Linked DNA regions of Zea mays: region 1 is linked to region 2. The links are chromatin contacts, called in public Hi-C maps. All regions are on one chromosome and are shown on one strand. The core of a region is the stretch at or near the end of the contact, and the rest is flanking DNA. Distances in the headings are between cores, read along the strand shown.

Region 1 (2,877 bases), core at 251-2,750, 320 kb before region 2:
GTCTATTGAGGTGGTCTAAATGTCTAGTACTCTAATCTTCTCTGCTCTTGTGCCCCTCTCTCCATGTATTGCTAGGATGGCAGAGTCAGTGGCCATGCCTGCAGCTGTTCCCTCTGGGGTGGGTTCAAAAGGGAATCAGGATGGCACGGGGCTTCTTCTCAAGAGAACATCAAATGATATTTACTTGGAGCCAGGATGGGACTGGACCCGGCCTAGAGAATAGAGATCTACATGAAGAGGAGTGGGAATCTGAAACCAATGACCCTGACTATGAGGAAGAACATATTCATTATGAGGATGATGAAGATGAAATACTTGGAGCAAGTTCCTTTGAGAATTGAGGCTGTGAGCTGTGGCAATTTGTGTGGTGTGGTTGCATGTCATATCATGCTTGGTTGTGTTGTGCACTTGTGCTACCTGCTGTGTGTTGTCCTGTACTGCTAGTTGCTGCTATGACTAAGACATTTCATTTGCCCCCATGTTTGAGTTTGAATTACTACCTCCGTTCTCGAATATTTGTTGCTCGCTAGTTAATTTTTTTAAACTAAAACGTGACAAATAAAAAAGAACAGAGGGAGTATCAGTTATGAACTATCAACTATGCTATGTTATGTCATGCACTCATAACTCGTGCATGATGTAGTGTTGTTGTTAATTTGGTTTCTGCTGCTGTTCATTCGTGCAGTGTGCTGTTGTTGTTAATTTCTGGATGCTGTTAATTTGTGCTGAGTGTTACTGCTGTTAATTTGTTCTTGTTCATGCAAAGAAACAAGAAACCCAGTGCTTTGTCGTTATTTGTGTAGGTTCAACTGCAGTGGAGAAAGGAAGAGGACAAGAGGCAAGGAATTGTTGCTGTAAGAAGACCACTTCAAAACCCACTTTTTAGGTATATAATTGGATTTTTTTTACGATATTTGCAAAAACACTTAATCGCGCTTAAGCTTTTTCACCCATCGAGCGCTCGCTTAGTGCTTAGCACTTTGTTGAACTCACAAATCACAAGTGGCCATGCTTATTTGTGGAATTCATCACAGATCTGTACTAGGCTTCAACCAATTGAACAAAAAAAGATCCATTGGTGATCAGGGGCGAACCCAGTAAAGGACATGGATGTACACCCGATAATTTTTGCAAAGCAATCAAAGTTAGTAGACATAATACATGAATGCATATATACTTGCAATTAGATTCAGATCCGAGTACGAATAGTAAGTCAGGGTTTGGGCGCACGGTTTCGCGCAGAAGGAAAAGAAGACAAGGGGAGGGCGTACGCGGTGGTTCTCGTCGGCGACGAAGGGGCCGAAGTAGCAGTGAAGGCCGGCCCAGTCGTCTGTGAGTGGGGGCCTGCGCGCTCGCCGCCGCGGCGCCCCCTGCCGCCCGCCCGCGCGCTCGCCGACCACGCGCTAGGTGCCCTGCAGCTGGCCGACGAGGAGAGATGCGACGGGGCCTGAACCGGAAGGCTGCTGGCCGACGGGAGGGAAAGATGTGAGTACAGACTACAGAGGGAGTCTAGGTGGGAACTTTTTTATTTTAACATAGAAGGTATTCCGTATTTTTTATTTATCACGTTTTATTTTAAAATAAGCTAGCGAACTATAAATAAAAAAATAACGAAGATACCAATAGTTTTAAAAAAGAGAATACCCCTACGTTCCAAATTAAAATTTCGAGATAAACTAAAGGGGCCTACAGCAATGTTATAGTGGACTACTTTTGTATTTGAATGAACTCATTTACGACTCAGAATTTTATTTGAAATTTTTATGACTTTCAGTGGCATACGTAGCAGGGGGGTGCTTGTGCTTAGTTTGCCTCGAGTGGCATATTTAATCCAGCTATAAGACTTCTACAATGTTGTTTTAAAAATATGATATTTAAAATTTGAATTTTAAATACGGACCATCATCATATTATAGTCACCAATAAATAAACAGATTGATTATCGATTGATTGCTGCCTGCCAATGAAGACTATTCCGTGGCCCAGGAAGTTCAGACTTGGAAACACACGCCCCATATGTATGGTAGGTGCTCGCCAGTTGGTAAGAGGAAAAACGCCAGTACCAATATTTTATCCATCACATCGGATTACTTGATAATAACATTGTTATAAACATTGCTTCTTCATGTTCCATGCAGCAAGTTTGGTGGCACTAACTTCGGGAAGGCAACCTCGTCTCTCTAGAGGCTTTGTTTCCTCATAGGAGGATGTTAAAACCATCGATAAAACTAAAATCCCATGTTAAAATGGAAGCACGCAGTAATCCCAAAAAAAAAAAGCGAATGCGACCTGCTTCGTGAAATGGGACCAACTCAAGTCAAACGTATCATCCAGATCACTACTAGGCACAAAACCAAAACAAAAGGTAGAACAAATAAGTCTCGGCTAGGTGGCGACAAAAATCTAAGTCGGTTTCCTCATGTTGCGGCCTGCCCTGATCACTTCATCCACAAGCAGCAACTGGGATGCAATGATGGGTCTACAGCAAAGACCAACAAAAAAATCGTCGTTAGCTTTGCACATCAATGATGTTTTAGAAAGCACAGTTACAAGAACAATAGAAACACAAACTGGCAGCTGCATCACATACCCAGAATTGATGATCTGGCGCTTCACAGAGTAGTTGTCGAAGATGCCTTCCATCTGGGGATCAATCGGATCCCCAGAGTGATGGTTCAACCCCACAACTAATCCACGGTCATGCTCATTCTTAAGAAAGCACAAGGAAAATGATCAATAACTTCCCTGAGTTAACTACTAATAATACAAACGAAGTGATACACCCACACATACCTGGAGAGAAACAATCACATCTTGAGTATCTAAACCAGAGTTCTCAGCCAAAGTCTTGGGTATAACAAGAAGAGCTTCCGCAAA
Region 2 (2,883 bases), core at 205-2,704:
CTGAGAATCAGCTGGCAAAGTTACGAATTAGAGCAGCAACAAATGGAGAAGAAAAGCATCATACCCATTCGTATGCACCTTCCTGCGTTCCATCAAGAACTGTAACCCAATCCGGTTGGTTTTTAAAGGAACTCTTTTCGCGAAGAATGTCCCTAACCTGCACCAGTTATGGATATGCCATCAGAGTTAATCGAAAGCTCTGATCATGGTCATAATCAAACAACAACAAAAGAAATCACTTAGTGAAACCATGCTACATCCACTGATGAATGCATCCTTGAAATGTTATACTAAAAGAACCATTTACCGCTTGCAATATCGCCTCCGATTTTTGTGCACCCAAATTTCTCAGCCCTGCGGTGGCCTGCGCAAGGATGGAGGAGAAGGAAGCTAAATAATTCAGTAAGAACACTATCAAGCACAACAAAATCAACTGGTGCGATGTGCCACCCACCCCGACTCTGACAGGAGTTTGGTCGCGCAATTCCGCGGGCACCACTCGCTTGGCATCGTCAAGGAGAGAGACGAGCGACTCGGCGGCCTCCCGGGGATCGTTGGCGTAGTGGCTAAGCCCCGGTTTTATCTGCAGGCGGAAGGAGACGCGAGTCAGATCCAGATCCAATCGGCGAACGGATCACCGGCGCGGGGCATAGCGTACCTGGACGAAGAGCTCGATCTCGCTGCCAATGTGGACGAGATCCAGGTTGGCGTCGAAGCGGAAGACGTGGACGCGGCTGCCGGAGCTCCCGGCGTCGAAGATGACGGCGTACTTGTCGGCCCCGGGCGGGCCGGACCTCCTGGCGCCGGCCGTGGCGCCGGCGGGCGAGCGCGGCATGAGGAGGAGCACGAGGGAGACGAGCGCGAGCGGGGCGAGGACGACGAGCAAGACGCCCCGGTAGCGGTGCGCGCGGTCGGCCAGCGTCTCCTGGCGGCCGCCGTTGGGCAGCGCGGAGTAGCGGCGCATCTTGGGGTCGGCGGGGAGGAGCAGGAGGTCCGGGGACGAGGGCGTGCGGTAGCGGACGCCGCGGCCGCCGCTTGCGGGGGCCGGGGGAGACTGCGACGGCGACGGGTTGGCCGCCTCCTGCTGCGCGGGATCCAGCGCTCCGCGTCGGGGCGCGCGGCGCGCGCGTCGGTGGTGGATCTGCTGCGACTGCGTCGTGGCGTGGGGGACGGTCGGAAGACGCGGCAGGCAACGTTTATGGCGTACGCGCGGCGCGGGTACTTTGAGTTGACCTCGCTCGGGTTTGGAAATTGGGATCGCGTGGCGTGGGCAAAGGGAAGCGCGGCGGACGGAACACGGAAGTGCGAGCCGCCTCAGGATCTGCCGCGGGCGGACAAGGCACAGGGGTCAGGGGAGATGCAGCGCGAGGAGGCGAGGGCCGGATGGAAAGTGCTCTGCCTGCCGAAGCCGATGCCGAACCACCCCCGGCTGGCTGTGGCGTGGTGTGTGGAAACCGGCGGCTTTGGAATGCGACGGCGTTTTTATACTGGCCCTGACCGCGCTGCGACGGTGCGTGCTGCTCCTGCTGCTGCCCGCCCCGATTTCGCCGTGCTGGCGCCGGTGGCTTCCGCCTTCTGGGAGGCGCGCATCGTGTTGAATTGAAGGAGACCTGGGTTCGCTTTCAGAGTTTGGCCGGCGCTCCCGGGCTGGAAGGGCTGCGGCTGGCTGGCGTGGAACGAATACGAAGCCCGGGACTGGGACTCCGTCGGTCTCCATGCTGGCTGGGTCCACGCCGCGTGTTTTTTGAATCATCCTTTCGATGAAGTCTAGCTCATGTTGGCATCCCATAACCACACAAATGTGCACCCCATTGCTGCAGTCCACATGCCAAAGCACAGAGTAAGACAATTAATTACTTCTGCATGCATCTGAATGTCCATGCTTATCAGCTCGAGCACCCGTGTCCTTAGCAATGAGAATTTGGAGCCAGACTTTACTGGATAACCACTGAACTTGCAATGAATGACAGAGCACTTGCATCTGAACTTGCATGAGCTTCCCTGCTAGCGTCGAAGAGAGAAATTGAGCTTGCAATAGTATCCAAGAAGCACTCGAAGCTGCTCCAGAGCATCCTTGTGGAGAAATAAACCAACAGACCCAACTGATGACATTCTGACCTGTGCTTCTTCGAGTTTTTTTTAACATTCTAAGGCCCTGTTTAGCTAAACAGAGCTAATAAACTAATTGTTAGCTACCAATTAGTTGGAGGTCGGGATCTCTACCTTTAATTTTTAGCACTAACTATTAGCTCTAAACACGGTCTAACAACACAACTAAAAATAATTTGTCTATTAGTATTTCTGTATAAATGCACAAGGCTCTAAAAAACGGAGCGTAATGGGCGGAGCAGCGTGACCACAAATTCCATCAGCGACATCGCATTTGTTGGCCCGCTAGCAAACTGTCCGGGATCACCACGCGGCCCACAACGAGAACCCAGAACTCCCCCTGCGAGCTGATCCCCAGGCCCAAACCGTGCGCTCCAGATTCCTTGATTTTACGTCAAGGGTCAACCTCCCCAACTTCCCGGATCTCCACACGTGGCAACAGGGCACGTGCCACGTGGTGCCGTCACAAGATTTTGACTTTGACGGCCGGATCGAAGCCTCCAAGACAATCAAAGTGTGTGGGTGGGTGGGGACTATATAATCCTTTTCTTACCAAAATCTTATGAACCCCCTCGTTGCCATAAAAAAATTTATAGGTTCATTTGGTTGTCATTCCTTTGGAAATTCTAATCTCTTTGTTGACATCCAGAGCCCGGCGATCCTAGGCACATGCTCAGGCTCGCTGCAGTCTTATGTTTCTACTATTGTAGAACATGCTTCAAAACACACAATTTAATTTGTTTAATTAAATTTGCCTTGGCTCAATGAAATTTG

What was found. A called contact is a pair of places that touch in the nucleus more often than the background predicts.
Region 1: a contact with region 2 is called in a Hi-C map of leaf, with 8 times the contacts expected there. The contact joins the promoter of LOC100280564 here to the promoter of LOC103647945 in region 2. A contact is called at or near these places in 5 of 25 Hi-C or Micro-C datasets (bundle sheath, ear, leaf and 2 more).

The regions. Positions count from the first base shown.
Region 1 is chr2:224,402,998-224,405,874 of Zm-B73-REFERENCE-NAM-5.0, reverse strand. LOC100280564 reads right to left here and starts at 1,500. Exons shown (of 6, transcript NM_001153483.1): 1 at 1,272-1,500. LOC100193477 (putative TCP-1/cpn60 chaperonin family protein) reads right to left here. Exons shown (of 15, transcript NM_001254862.2): 13 at 2,794-2,877; 14 at 2,591-2,709; 15 at 2,277-2,479. The coding sequence ends at 2,404.
Region 2 is chr2:224,085,455-224,088,337 of Zm-B73-REFERENCE-NAM-5.0, reverse strand. It overlaps LOC103647945 (probable apyrase 2), which reads right to left and starts at 1,454. Exons shown (of 9, transcript NM_001353419.1): 1 at 659-1,454; 2 at 455-583; 3 at 308-364; 4 at 65-157. The coding sequence starts at 964.